Linked DNA regions of Mus musculus: all the other regions are linked to region 2. A link is a contact called in public ChIA-PET and HiChIP or PLAC-seq data. All regions are on one chromosome and are shown on one strand. Each heading gives the region's core, a stretch centred on a gene start, on an enhancer-like site or on the middle of the called end of the contact. The rest is flanking DNA. Distances are from core to core; before and after follow the strand shown.

The links. ChIA-PET counts read pairs in DNA pulled down with a chosen protein or histone mark. HiChIP or PLAC-seq counts read pairs in DNA pulled down with a chosen protein or histone mark.
Region 1: a contact with region 2 is called in an RNA polymerase II ChIA-PET map of memory CD8 T cells, with 65 read pairs. The contact joins the promoter of Alyref2 here to the promoter of Slamf1 in region 2. A contact is called at or near these places in 1 of 15 datasets of contacts at CTCF or cohesin (large pre-B cells), 1 of 484 Hi-C or Micro-C datasets (bone marrow-derived macrophages), 3 of 115 datasets of contacts at active chromatin or transcription factors (effector CD8 T cells, memory CD8 T cells and regulatory T cell precursor) and 1 of 9 other capture datasets (liver).
Region 3: a contact with region 2 is called in an RNA polymerase II ChIA-PET map of memory CD8 T cells, with 12 read pairs. The contact joins the promoter of Klhdc9 here to the promoter of Slamf1 in region 2. A contact is called at or near these places in 1 of 39 promoter capture datasets (pre-B cells) and 1 of 115 datasets of contacts at active chromatin or transcription factors (memory CD8 T cells).
Region 4: a contact with region 2 is called in an H3K27ac HiChIP or PLAC-seq map of microglia, with 5 times the contacts expected there. The contact joins the promoter of Ppox here to the promoter of Slamf1 in region 2. A contact is called at or near these places in 2 of 115 datasets of contacts at active chromatin or transcription factors (memory CD8 T cells and microglia).
Region 5: a contact with region 2 is called in an RNA polymerase II ChIA-PET map of memory CD8 T cells, with 65 read pairs. The contact joins the promoter of Pea15a here to the promoter of Slamf1 in region 2. A contact is called at or near these places in 2 of 39 promoter capture datasets (the C10 cell line and the HPC-7 cell line) and 2 of 115 datasets of contacts at active chromatin or transcription factors (bone marrow-derived macrophages and memory CD8 T cells).

The regions. Positions count from the first base shown.
Region 1 is chr1:171,502,085-171,504,785 of GRCm38.p6, reverse strand. Alyref2 (Aly/REF export factor 2) reads right to left here and starts at 1,308. Exons shown (of 1, transcript NM_019484.4): 1 at 36-1,308. The coding sequence starts at 1,129. The coding sequence ends at 473. It overlaps LOC115487699 (a small nuclear RNA gene), which reads left to right and starts at 1,623; the gene lies at 1,623-1,738.
Region 2 is chr1:171,765,763-171,768,514 of GRCm38.p6, reverse strand. It overlaps Slamf1 (signaling lymphocytic activation molecule family member 1), which reads right to left and starts at 1,383. Exons shown (of 7, transcript NM_013730.4): 1 at 1,213-1,383. The coding sequence starts at 1,288.
Region 3 is chr1:171,359,497-171,362,196 of GRCm38.p6, reverse strand. Klhdc9 (kelch domain containing 9) reads left to right here and starts at 1,399. Exons shown (of 4, transcript NM_001033039.2): 1 at 1,399-2,062; 2 at 2,296-2,455; 3 at 2,544-2,700. The coding sequence starts at 1,536.
Region 4 is chr1:171,279,910-171,282,609 of GRCm38.p6, reverse strand. It overlaps Ppox (protoporphyrinogen oxidase), which reads left to right and starts at 1,424. Exons shown (of 13, transcript NM_008911.2): 1 at 1,424-1,737; 2 at 1,842-1,936; 3 at 2,088-2,222; 4 at 2,355-2,470; 5 at 2,609-2,700. The coding sequence starts at 1,850. It overlaps Usp21 (ubiquitin specific peptidase 21), which reads left to right. Exons shown (of 13, transcript NM_013919.4): 12 at 1-113; 13 at 308-661. The coding sequence ends at 398.
Region 5 is chr1:172,205,488-172,208,187 of GRCm38.p6, reverse strand. It overlaps Pea15a (phosphoprotein enriched in astrocytes 15A), which reads left to right and starts at 1,384. Exons shown (of 4, transcript NM_011063.3): 1 at 1,384-1,591. It overlaps Gm17224 (a long non-coding RNA gene), which reads right to left and starts at 1,205. Exons shown (of 5, transcript XR_865735.3): 1 at 1-1,205.

The DNA of each region.
Region 1 (2,701 bases), core at 59-2,558, 260 kb after region 2:
TCTGCCACTGAGCTGCATCAAAGGCAAGGTTTTTTCAATTCTTGTTTTATTCTTACATGATGGAGCTGAGAATGAAACCCACTTCTTCATGCATGCTAGTCAGTCATGTGTTCTGTCCATAAAAGTCATATTGTAATTTGTAATTTTTCTTTTTCTTTTTTAATTTTTCCAGTTCTACACACATTTCTATTTTATTATGACAAAGGTGAAAATGCCACCTTCTCCACAACAGCACCCAGGAAAACTTATCCCAAAAAATAACTCAGTACAAAACAGGTCTGTTTCAGAATTTAAAAAAAAAAAAAAAAAAAAACTTTACATGAGTTTTTAGATCCTATTTTAAAACAGGAAGTAAAAAGAAACAAAAAACCAAATTCACCATTGTCTGCACAGTCCAGTTGCCTACCCTCCCTCTAAGGCATCACAGACGAGGCGTCTGGGTCCCGGTTCTTGTGCGGATTTGTTCGGTTGTTTAGCTGGTGTCCCTCCTTGCATTGTAAGCATCCAGCTGTGCGTCCAACTCCTCTGCAGAAAGCTGCTGCTGCTTTGAGTTCCTGCCAGTGCCTCTACCCCTTCCCTGGCTGCCGCGGCCACCAAAGCCTCCAGAGCCACGGCTCCTTGTCATGCCGCCTCTGTTTCCGCTTTGTGCAGGTCTTCGCTGTGGATCGATCTGTGACGTGACAAGCTGGATGTCCATAGGGCGGCCATCCAAAGGGACGCCCTTGTACTGCTTCATAGCCTTCAGGGCATCTGCCCTCCGTTCAAAGTGTACATCCGCCGTCCCTAAACTTCGTCCAGAGCGATCGTAGTCCACAGCGGCTTTTTTCAACGTTCCAAATTCAGCAAAGAGTTCCTGAATGTCAGCATCTGACACCCCGAAGTCCAGGTTTGACACGAGCAGCTTGGCACCGGTCTCCACGCCTTCCCCACCCCCGCAGCCGCTGTCGAATAGGTCGTGCTGCCACTTGTCCGGAAGTGGTTTCGGTCTACTGTACGGTGCCGGCCGGTTCCTGCCGCCGCGGGCGATGGCGGGCCGGTTCCTCCTAGGCCCGCCGCCTCGATTCACCCGGCGCTGGTTACGGTTCAGCTTAATGATGTCGTCCAAAGACATGTCCATCTTGTCGGCCATGGCGGGCGCGGATCCGGGCCTGACTGGCCCGGCCCTCGCGGTGCAGACCAGAAAGTACTCAAATTCAATGATTCCCCCGCCTTGACTCCGCCTCTCCGACCGGTGCTGGAATCACAAGCGCACCAAAATCACACTTGGAAATTGGAAGTCTGTGCGCTTGTGAATCTGGCTTTCGCTCTGACCCCTGGTGGCCGCCCAGCGCCTAGAGACATCTGGGACAAATTCGAGGCACTTCCGGAAACCGAGCGGGCCACGCGGCTTCTCCGCGATATTTGCATACCCACAATGCAGTGCACACAGATGGTTGTATAATTTAAAAGGGTAGCGTGTTGTTTTCGTTGTTCTGTTTTATTCCTTTTATTCCTTAATGTGATAGAACCTTCAAAGATTTATCTGATATAATAAAGTAGTCAGTGTCTTTAGGAGTAAATAGTCACCATTAGTTGTCTAGGAAATACAGTCGGCCGAGAACTGTACACTAGGACAGCTGGGTATACTCTGGTTTCTCTTCAGATCGTATAAATCTTTCGCCTTTTACTAAAGATTTCCGTGGAGAGGAACAATTCTGAGTCTTACACTAATTTTTTGAGGCCTTGCTTTAGCAAGGCTATTAATAATGTTTAAAGTTAGAATTAACAGTCTTTATTGTGTGCTCTATGTATTTTTTTGTCTTCAGTGTTAACCAAAGTTAGAATTAACAGTCTTTATTGTGTGCTCTATGTATTTTCTTGTCTTCAGTGTTAACCACTGTAAGGTAAAAATGGCTTGAGCTTAGGCTAAAGAGACAGCTCATTGGTTAAAAGGGCTCAGTCGCATGGCGTTGTGTCTCATAACCGATAAAGTAAATAAGCCTTTAAAAGCAAATACTAAGTTTTTGTGGGAAGTCTGTAGACATGTTATTTATTAAGCTGTTTTTTATCTAGCTGCGTTATGTTGTGGTCTCAGTGAACATATGTATAAACCATTATTTTTAATATTTTATTTAAGTGCAAGGTGGTTATGGACTTAAGGCACGTACAATTTTCTAGCAAGATGGCTAACCCAGCTCTGTAGCTGAGGAAGAACTAGCGCCCCCTTCTGACTTCCATCAGTGCCAAGCAACGCTCAGATACGCAGGCAAAATATTCATACAAATAAAGGCAGATACATTCTAAAAAATAAATGCAGCCACTCGAGCAGAAGGGACAGGTTACCCTCAGAGCTGTGGGAGGGGCTAGACTATGATGCAATTCCCCATCTCCCCCCAGTCCCTCCCCCCCCAAAAAAATGAAAACTACTCTCCCACCCAAGACCTTTCCCTTAAGGACAGAGACTGTCCCTTTGAAATACCTCAGTCTCCTTATAGCTAAAATACCTCAGTAATAAGAACAGGTAACAAGGGGGCTGGAGAGATGGCTCAGTGGTTAAGAGCACCGACTGCTCTTCCGAAGGTCCGAAGTTCAAATCAGCAACCACATGGTGGCTCACAACCATCCGTAATGAGATCTGACTCCCTCTTCTGGTGTGTCTGAAGACAGCTACAGTGTACTTAGATATAATAATAAATAAATCTTAAAAAAAAAAAAAAAGAAC
Region 2 (2,752 bases), core at 134-2,633:
CTACATCTGAGCTGCTACAGACAAGGTTAGACAAGGAGAAAACCAAACGTTCATTCCATAGTTACTACAGTCACCAAGTAAGCCAGCAATGGTGGGTTCAAATGGTATGCAACAAGAAGGGCTTAGCTCTACCTCCAAAGATGCTCAGTTTGATTATCTCAAAGTGGAGCTAGACAAGGGTCTCCTCATCTGAGACTTGAATAAAAGATTCTAGGTACAGCCCCCCACCCCCAATCCCTGGCACATTTCAGGGTTTTTCTTAGAAAAGTCCATAATGGATTTACAGTCATGAATCCCCCACGACCAAAATGCTCTGGCTCTCAGGATTTCCCCGATCCGCTTCCTAAAGCCATCTCTGCCAGGCTGTCTCCCACAATCTAATTAAACTCTACAATGGAGTTGACCATTCATTCCATGGTTAGCCCAGTATGCACTGCTTAGCACGGTTGCTCTCCAATACCTTTCCTTACAGTTCCCACCCACTAAGTAGAAAACAACAGCTTGCCTTGGAAAAGAGAAGAACCAGAGGGATGGGAGAGAAGTCCTGCTCCTTTAACCCTTTGCCATCACTTGAGCCCACTGCAGAGCCTTGAAGTTTCCTGATTGCACTTTCCCCATTCTGTAAGCAACCCTGGGCTCCAAAATCCCAACGTTTCCTCTTCTTGGTGCTTTGGAGTCATCTCTTATAAGAAAGCATGACCACACCGCAGCCACTGTCTGGTGTGAGCCTAAGGTCTGAGGTTTCCCACTTCTACCTGTTGCTCCTATCACCCTTGCTTTTCACTGGACCGGTGTTCTTTGTCTGCCAATGATGTACATGTGAGAGTCGTTTTCCTCAGCAGAAGTATAGGTCAAGTGTCCCAGAGCTTTGGTCCCTAGCCTGGGTCTTTGCCAGAAGGGTAGCCACATAAACCAGCTACTCAGAATTTTAGCCTGAGTCCAGGAAGCTGACTATGGACATAGCAGGTGCCTTTAGCTTCTGGTTTCCATAGAAACTAGTGTAGATGGGACAAATCCTTGTAGCCCAAGGCTCAGGGAACTCAACAGGTTTCTTCCTCTTTGAAAGACACAGTGGAAACCCAGAGGCACTCTCCTTAAAGAAGAGGCAACTGAACAGCACTCCCCAGCCCTTGGCTTCTCCATCCATGGGGCTCTGCTGATTCCAAACTGCTAAACACAAGACTCAAACCCTTTAAACAAATGGACACTCACCTGTTCCGTAGCTCAACTCAAAAGCCAGGGAGAGAAACAGAAGTATTCTCCAGGAAAGGGATCCTTTGGGATCCATTAGCCAGCAATCGCAGACAGGGTCCCCAGCTGTGAGCTCAGCTCAGCTCAGCTCGGCAGGACAGCTGCTTACTGTTACCCCCAAGGAAGAAGCTCTGATCGTCGAAGTGCTGCCTCTGCTGACAAGTTCCTGAACCAGCTTCCTGTCTCAACCGGGTTTTTTTTTTTTTTTCTACTTGAGCCTCCAGGATTGCTCATTTATGATCAGGCTTAAATCACTTTATCACTTCATTGTTCTTGAGAAGCCAAAGTCAGGTGTTCAGACCCATGGGAGTTGGGAAAGGGGCTGTAATGTCACATCAGTCAAACCCTGGCTTGGGGAAGAAGTGTGATTCCCCCCCCACCCCTCTTTTTTTCTAAGCTGTTTCCAGGAAATGGGTGTCACAAGTTCTTTGAGCAGATCTGTCTGGTAAACTCTTCTTGGATCCTAAGAAAAAAACGGACATTGAGTAGACCACCTACAAATTAGGGAATCCAGAGCTCAACTTCTATTTGTAACTTACTTGGCATGAGATGACAGGACTGTTACTTATGATTCGTTACATAATCTCATTGAATACCTGTGCAAGTGATACTTTGAGCTATAGTCACAAACTGATAGAGTAGACAGGCGTAGACATCTCTGACCAACAGCCCATTTTCCTGACAGGCACAGTGGGGCAGAATCAAGTTAGCTCTCTGTTGCCTTCAATTTAGAAGTTGTTTGTAAGGTTTGCTATGGAGAAAGGATGGAAGAAAGAACTTCCATGAACAGAACACTAGAATAGGAGCTCAAAAGGAGACTTTGAAAGGTGAGGCTGTGTGTGTGTGTGTGTGAAAGTCAAAGAACAACCCCTAGGAATCAGCTTTTTTCTTCCATCATGTGGGATCAAGTAATTAAACTCACGTTGCCAGGCCTATGCAGCAAGTATCCTTATCCACCAAGCTATCTTACTAGTCCCCAGGCTAATGCTTTTAGAATCCATTGTCATATTCACAGATAATCTACTCTTGACCCCAAAGGTCATGGGGTAGAAAGAGCTGGAGTTAGAGGAAAACTGGTCTGTAGTTCTCTTTGTTTTCTCTTCTCCTGCCTCCTGTATCCAACTTCATAATGATGTATTGGGCATGGTGTGTTCCCAGATGTGTCCTCACTGTGGTAGCTAGGAATTAACTCCACATAAGGGGTTAATATCATAGAAATTGAAAAATGATATAAATTGGAGTTTCCTTCCTTCCTCCCTCCCTCCCTCCCTCCCTCCCTCCCTCCCTCCCTCCCTCCCTCCCTCCCTCCCTTCCTTCCTTCCTTCCTTCCTTCCTTCCTTCCTTCCTTCCTTTTCCCTTTTCCTTTGTTTGTTTGTCTGATGGTTTTATTGTATTTTCTTTTTTTGAGATAGGGTCTCACTATGTAGTTCTTGCTGGCCTGGAACTCACCATGTAGACCCGACTGGTCTCCAATTCACCTGGTTCTGCTTCCCAAGTGCTG
Region 3 (2,700 bases), core at 150-2,649, 410 kb after region 2:
GGGTGTCAGATTCCCTGGAACTAGAATTACAGACAGTTGGGAGCTGCTGTGCTGGGAGTTGAACCTGGGTCCTTTGGAAGAGCAGCCAGTGCTCTTAACCACTGAACCTTCTCTCCAGCCCCCAGGCTCAATTCTTTACTCCATGTGTGCACACCCTCCCCACGTAGTTCTCTCTCAAGATCTAATTGGGACCAGGAGGGAAAAGGCCCAGTGTGAGCCTGCGCCTCAGAATCACGTGATCATTCCCACTGAAACCTTGGACATTATCCGTGGTCTGGTTGGGAGCAAGTTCATGTTTAGAAACCAAAGGCCCAAGTGACAGCCATCCTTCCCACTCAAAGCCCAGCCTGGGGGACAAAGATCCTATTTCGGCTCCACCCCAGCTGGAGCGACAAGTAGAAATCTGCATTTCCTCCTACAGCAGAAACCAGTCAGCCTGCCTTGATCCCAGTCAGCCTGCCTTGATCCGAGCCTCTTCGTTCTGCATTGAGTCCTGCGAGGGCAGAGTTAGGCCTTCAGTAACCCAGCTTGACTAAAAGGAAGAGAGCAGGGAGGGGCAGGAGTCCGTGTCTCTCTCCTCCCCATCTCACCCCCACCCACCTTCTAAGGTTGGGCAGCTTCTGCCCAGGATCTTATCAGGGGAAACTCCCTGCCCTTAATCCTGAGTTCCACGGTGCCTCCATTTAATGTGTTATATTATTCTAATGAGTCAAGATGAAATAATTATTCATCCTAGGACTAAGTAGTGAAAAACTGTCCAAGATATGCCTAACCTATTTTTCCTCTCCCACTTCATCCACCCTAACTCATCTCTTTCTCCCTTGTCCCTTCTTAGCACCTTTCTCTCCTGTCGCTTCTCTCACTGAGACTGGACTCTACTGCCCTCCAGTGGCTAGAGCAGAGAGAACTCTCCCATCCATTCAGCACCTTCAAGAATTTTTATCACAAACAACCCATTTTATAAATAGGATCGCGGAATAAGTCTACTCAAGTCTCTGAATCCCAAGCAACGTAGTCCAAGTTCAACCTTTGATTTCTGACTTGTTTCCTTCCTACCTCATCCCTAGAGAAGATTCCAAGTTGGAAACCGTGCAGCAAAAAATAAAGAAAAAGACACGGCCTCCACGCATCCTACCACCAACACCTTCCTCAAACGTCATAATTACAGGCTAGTTAGCGGCTATTGGGTTCGTCTAACGAACTGCCGGTTTCTAGCCTTTCGGAGCCCAAATCCTTTAGGATATTTACTGGCTTCCCCACATCTCGTTCCCCTGACGACATCACTGTAAGATCGCGGTAGCTTAACCAGGTCTCTTGTTTCCAAGGTAACAGGCGCTTTGCGACCTTCAGTTTGCAGCGGTCGCACTGTAGTCCCTGCAGTGGTTGCTGGGCGACGGCGGTGGAGAGAAGGGGTGGTTTGGGTGAAGACCTGTGCTGTTATTGGAGGGGAAGCTAGTCTATGCTTGGAAGTGCTGGGCCCTTCGTGAAGGAGTGCGACCCGAAGTGACCGAGCTGCTCTCCCCTTCCCTTGGCCCATGGCTGGGGTGCAGACCCTCGGTCGAGCAAGAGGCTCAACCTGGACCTGGAGGCCAGTGGCGCGAGACGTGCTTCTGGCTCGTGCCTTCCATTCATGCACGGAACTGGAAGGACGGTTCTATCTGGTAGGGGGTCTCCTAGAAGGTGGTGCAAGAGTGCCCAGCAACGACACTGTGATCTTTGACCCAGCTGTAGGCCAAGCGGTGCGACTGGTAGCCCGAGGTAGTCCCCTTCGCAGCCACCACGACGCGGCACTGGTGGGAGGTCGTTGGCTCTGCGTGGTGGGTGGCTGGGACGGGTCACGTCGCTTATCCACGGTGGCCGCGCTGGACACGGAGAGAGAGGTGTGGGAAGCATGGGCTGCGAACCCTGGCAACTGCCCTCCTGCTGGCCTCAGCAGCCACACCTGCACTCGCCTCTCAGACGGGGAGCTGCGAGTGTCTGGCAGAGAGGGTGGTACCCACACTCAGCGACGCTACGGAAGCATCTACACGTTAAAGTTGGACCACAGGACCCGAACTTATTGGTACTGCAACTTTGCCCCCAAACGTTCGTTTGTTTTCTCTATATTCTAGAAAAAACAAAACCTAAATAAACTTATTGGTAGTCTATCCATAGCACCTTCTGTCTTGGAATCCAAGATTGCTTAACTCTATCTGCCCCAAGCCTGATTTTCTTTTTCACTAGAGCTCTCTGGCAAAGAACACTTGAATCTTTTCAGAAAACCAAACTCAGGCCCGATTTTCTGTGTACCAACAGCTACAAAGAAGAAGGCTGCCACACAACCTCACGATCAGGCCACTGTGCTGCCCTGCTGCCAACTGCTGGGCCGCACCCGGGTCATCAGCTTTTGCTCTTTGGGGGCTGCAACTCAGTTGGACCGGAGGTAGCAGGGCAATGGAGCCCTGGGAAAATCAAGGTATTAGCTACTCACATAAAGTAGAAAAGGACTAAAACTTCAATAAGCAAACCCTTCAGACAACCCCTTCTTGTTTTTCTCGCCCAAGGAGGAACAACCAGTTGCCCCTCATTTGAGGGAACAGCTTGCAAGGCTTGTGAGCAGTGGGCAGGGACTGCAGCAAGGACCCCAGAGCCTGCGCCATCATTCCTGTTCAGTGGTGGGACCCTTCGCTGTACTATTTGGCGGAGAAACTCTGACCAGAG
Region 4 (2,700 bases), core at 175-2,674, 490 kb after region 2:
AGCCCTGTCTACCAGCTGTATGCCCTTTGCAACCACTCGGGTAGTGTCCACTATGGCCACTACACAGCCCTGTGCCGGTGCCAGACTGGTTGGCATGTCTACAATGACTCCCGGTGAGAATAGCCTCTTGTTCAACTCCTGCCCCCTCCCACCGCCCCCCCCCCAGCTCCGAAAAGATAAGTTCCTGACAAAGGATAGGTGGAGAGTCTCTCCTGATCTCCACCTGGCTACTCTGAGTCTTGTGGGATGGAGGGGGAATCTACAAGAATGACCACTGACCACAGCCGTGTCCCGTTTCTCTTCTCAGCGTTTCCCCTGTCAGTGAAAATCAGGTGGCATCCAGTGAGGGCTACGTGCTGTTCTACCAATTGATGCAGGAACCACTTCGGTGCCTGTGACACCATCTTGAAGCCCTGGCACCTGTGAAAACCTTCCCAACACCCTTAAGCCCCCAGTTACCTCACAGACGTCTATTTTTGTGTCTTTTTAATCGGGGAGGGGAGGAGGGTTGGTTGTAGCTCCCGTTATTTTTTTTATTAAGAAGTACCCTTCCGCCTTGTTTTCCTGTCCCATGTACAGAAACCACCAGACCCTTGACCATGTACAGCCCCCAGAACCTCTGCAATCTCACTTTTTTGTGAATAAATTTATTAAGAAAAAAGTGATGTTCATGTTTGTATTTGTGGATAAGAGGGAATGGATATCTAGAATTTTGGTTCAATTGGAGCCTTTCTGGGCCCCAATTCTGTCTCTGGACAGGTGGGGGCGCTCTCACAACAGAAGGAAAAGAACAGGGATTGAGCTGGCCCCAGCCTTGGACCCAAACACTGAGTTTAGTGGAACTAGGCAGACAAACCCTGAGACCTGTGAAGTTGCGGGAAAGCCTGAAACTAGAGTGCAGGCATTGGCACGCCGGTTTTTCCTGAGAGGGGTACTGCCCCTCGAGGGCAAGGCATCCAAGAACCCCTGTTGACAAACACTGGTACCGTTGCCGGGCGGCCCTTGCTCCCGTAGGCCCTGTCTGTTGCTAACATCAAGGAGCTGTTTATGGAGCCTTCTCCCCACGGACTGGCCTCCAAGTGTCTCTCTCTTTCTCCCTAACTAAAGCTCGTGGGGCTCTCCCACCTCCAGGGTTTTCACCACAGACCTGGGAAGCTTGAGCTGGGGAATGCTCAAGGATTTCGCTGTCCTGTCCCTGGGGAAGGCAGTGCCGGTTACTGCAACTAACTCCGATTAGGACACGAACAGGTTAACCCGCTCCACGGAACTGACTCCGAAAGCGGCTGTTGCTCCTCTGGTAGCGTCACTGCCAATATGGTGTTTTCATTGGTGAATGTATCCAGAGCTCACCAATCCAGAACCCGCACTCCAAGACCCTCCAATCAAGAAGCAAGAAAGTGAAACGCAGTCACGCAGGCCGCCAGAAAGGAATCGACGGAGAGTCGGAGGGACCCTAAAAGTTAGGGGCGGGGATACCAGACTTGAACCTGCTCACCCCTGAGGCTGGAAAAACCGAGTGCTGTAGAATTCTGGCCTCCGAAGGGTTTGTGCTGGGGAGATAGCGTGGGCGTGGCCCTTATCTGCACACGGACAGGATGGACTGCTCCTAGGGCCTCTATCAGTCACTCACTTTCTCGGGTTCCCCCTATCTCGTGGGTAAGTTCTGGCTTCAGAACGAAGACCTTACTCTTCCACCAGCACGTACACGCGCGCCCTGCATTAGTTGCTCATAAATCAGTAAGTGTCCAGAAGTGGGGTATGGGACCAGTGGGGGTTTCTGCAGTTGTAAAACAGAGTGCTCCCCTGCCCCGTTCTCCTGGGGTATCTCGACCTTTTCCCAGGCCTTACGATGGGCCGGACTGTGATAGTACTTGGCGGAGGTATCAGTGGATTGGCCGCAAGTTATCATCTGATCCGAGGCCCCAGTCCTCCTAAGGTGAGTCCCCACTAGTACCAGAGAAAGACTCATTTAATACTCTTGATATTTCTAGCAAAAGCTGCATAGATTTTTGTTCCGTGAAATATGCACTTCCCCCGACCCCCAGTCCCTTTGCCCTGTGGCGACAGTGCTTCACTTTTGGCGCCAGGTGATCTTAGTGGAGGGCAGCAAGCGTTTGGGAGGATGGATCCGCTCAATCCGAGGATCAGATGGTGCGATCTTTGAACTTGGACCTCGAGGGATTAGGCCGGCTGGAGCCCTGGGAGCCCGGACCCTGCTCCTGGTGAGCGTCTTGTGGAATGTGTAGGACAGGTAGTGGAGGAGAGTTCTCCAAAGGGACGGAGTTGCAGAGAGGAAAAACGTTGGGTCAGTTTTTCCTTAGTTTCTCCTCTTCCTGAGGGCTTGTGGAGAACAGGTTTCTGAACTTGGCTTGGAGTCTGAAGTCTTGCCTGTCCGAGGGGATCACCCAGCTGCCCAGAACAGGTTCCTGTATGTAGGCGGTACCCTGCACCCTCTACCCTCCGGCCTCAGGTAACACCTCACTATTACACACACCCCCCTTTCGCTCCCTGTCAGGCCTTCCAGCCACAGGGGGTCTAATGGCTGAAAAGAACCCTCTGAAAGGTGAATCTGGGAGTTTTCTTTTCAACCATGCCTTCCTCCATGCAGGGGGCTACTCCGTCCTTCACCCCCCTTCTCAAAACCTCTGTTTTGGGCTGGGCTGAGGGAGTTGCTGAAGCCCAGGGGCAAAGAGCCTGATG
Region 5 (2,700 bases), core at 135-2,634, 440 kb before region 2:
GTATTAGGTTACATCATAAAAATATTATGGGATTCACTTCATATAGATCAAAAGATACTAGACTACATGTCTTTGATTTTTTTTTTTTGCACCTATCTGGTACCAGTCCCTAAAAACTTTATTATTCCTGATTCTCAGAAGAACCCTATGAAGTGAGACTGGTATCCTCAACTTTATGGACTTAATTTGTCTATGGAAACAGAATAAGTATAAAGTCCACATTCTCTGTGTTTTGCTCTGCCTCATTTGTCTCATGTAAATGTGGTATGTCTATGCAAAAGTGTACAGTCACTCTGTGTCTCAAAGATGGGTCAACATGATAGATTCCGACCCTACAGCGACTCAGAAACAAAAGCAACTTCTGAGGGTATATTAGTTACCCTCAAAGGAGCAATGGGCAGCCATGTGGGGGGTGGGGGTGGGGCTGGGGGTAAGAGGAGCAAAGAGAAGAACTATATATGAAACCTAAGGCACAGGACCAGGACCTGCTCCTCCCAGAAGAAGGGGCTCATCTTAGGCTTCTGGAAGGGTCTCTGATCAGCTGGACCTGAAGGCAAAATGGGGTGTTCCTGGTGGTGTGCAAACATTGAAGCCGTTCTCAGGGTCAGGCACTTGCAGAGCTGAGCTGACGCCCCTCATGGAGGTAGGGTGAAAATCGGATGCTTCTCCAATTCTCCCTCCTCCCTCCTCCCTCTTTCAGCCCGGCTGAGTGAGCCTCTGGAGGAGGAAAGTCCCTGAGGTGTAGGGGAAGTGAGAATTATCACACTGGGCCTAGGCAGAAGGACAGAGCTAGGAGACAGCTAAGTGTGGCTTTGTTGTCTATATTTGCATGCTGAGCTCATGGCTTTTTTCCTCCAGAAAATAAAATTACATCATAGTGTGTGGGGGTGTGGGGGTGCGTGTGTGGGGGTATATTTGGGAAAGGCAGGAGGTGCTCAGGGGTCCAGCTGCTATTATACACAAGAGCTCATGGCCCCGGGCCAAGTAAAAGAGATTTCCCTGTTGCTGCCTGCCCCTGTCCCATTTTTATTCCTAGCGTGGATAAACTTGACCGTTTCCTACTGAGTCTCTGATCTATAAGGCTAGGAAATAGGATTTCTAAATACCAAAGCGAAGTAGCTAAGAGAACCCAGAGGCCATAGGTCTTCCAAATCCCCCAATCCAAATTGATCTGCCTTCCAGGGGTCCTGGCCATCGTGACCAACCAAAGGTCAGAGGGCAGGAAAGTGACCCATTAGGAAAAAAACGAGGATCTTCTCACAGTTTAAGGGGAAGAGTCCATATTCCATCCCAGTCCTGCCCCCATCCTAGGAGCCTTCCAGAACCCCAGTCCCCAGTCCCTGTCCCCTCCTGCTTCCCCTCCCCCTTTCCTCCCCGCTCCCCGCCCCCCGCCCCTCCCCGGCTCTGACATCACCGGCCAGTCGGGTGGGGTGAGGCGGTGCTGGGCTCAAGCTCTGCTCCACGGGCGGAAGAGGCGGCGGCGGCAGGATCGGCGGCAGCGGTGGCAGGAGCCAAGGAGCAGGCTCCAGACGCTGCTTAGGAACCGGGGACCCGGGAGTGCCCGCACCCTGAGCTCTCAGCTCCGGAGGCGGTGAGAGGGGCAGAGGGAAGATGTGTCGTGGGGAGGAGGTAGATTGGGGATCTGGGTTTGGAGGGTCACGATCCCGGACGCAGGGGACAAATAGGGGAGCTTGAGGATTCAGACAGGTCCACGGTGTCAGGCTCCATGGGGTCCTTCTCTGTCCATGCATCCAGAGACTGGAGAGTGTCACAGGCAGCGTGGCTTCATCCGCCCATTCCGTGCTGAACAGCAGTTTGGGAGTCCGACGGGGCCTGGGGATTAGGATGTAGCCTGCTTCCCGCCCAGCCGGCCGAGCCAGGCCAGCTCCCGCCCCTCCCTCCTCGCTTTAGCTTCGGACTCGCCTCTGCAGGCGTCCAGGCTCAGCTCAGCCCTGCTTCAGTTCCTCCGGCAGCAGGCAACTGGTCTGGGTACTCTCACACCCAGTTTACTGCATCTGAGGAGAGTGGGATTGGTGGAAGCTTGCCCAGAGGAAAGGGGCTGGGGATACATAGGAATGATGTAGCCAATATAAAGACACTAATTTTTAAAACAATCCTTGTCAAAACCGACAGGGACAGAAACACACCTTTAAGAAAAAAAAAAAGACAGCCAACCACACAGTGACACACACCCATGTGACTTACACACATCCTCTCATACAAACCAAATCACAACACCCCTGCACTAGGCATCCACCCACCCACCACAACCCGTTTGTTACCTCCCATGTGGAGTCTCCTTGACCAGCATCAGTCTTAACACGAATGTTCAGTAGTGGGTGGAAAGGACCACTGTCCACAAACACACCCAGATTTTACAGTTTTAGTGGGCAATACCTCAAGGACTGGTGAGCCTGTGCTCTTACCTGGGTGAGGGGCTTCTTGTGACCTTTGTTGCTGACTGCCAGTTTAGAGCATAGGGTACCTGGGAGTGGCTAGAGCCTGGACATCAATATGGCCAAAGGATGGAGGAAGGAGTAGAAGCCAGGGAGAGGGTGAAAAGAATGAGTCAGCCAAGGATGGAACCCAAGTCAGGGGGAGAGAGAATGAGAGGAATGTGTGAGAAGACAGGGAGAGCTGACCAGAGAGCCACAGAGAAAAGGAAAGAGGTGGCCAGAGGCACAGGAAGGGTGCTGGAGA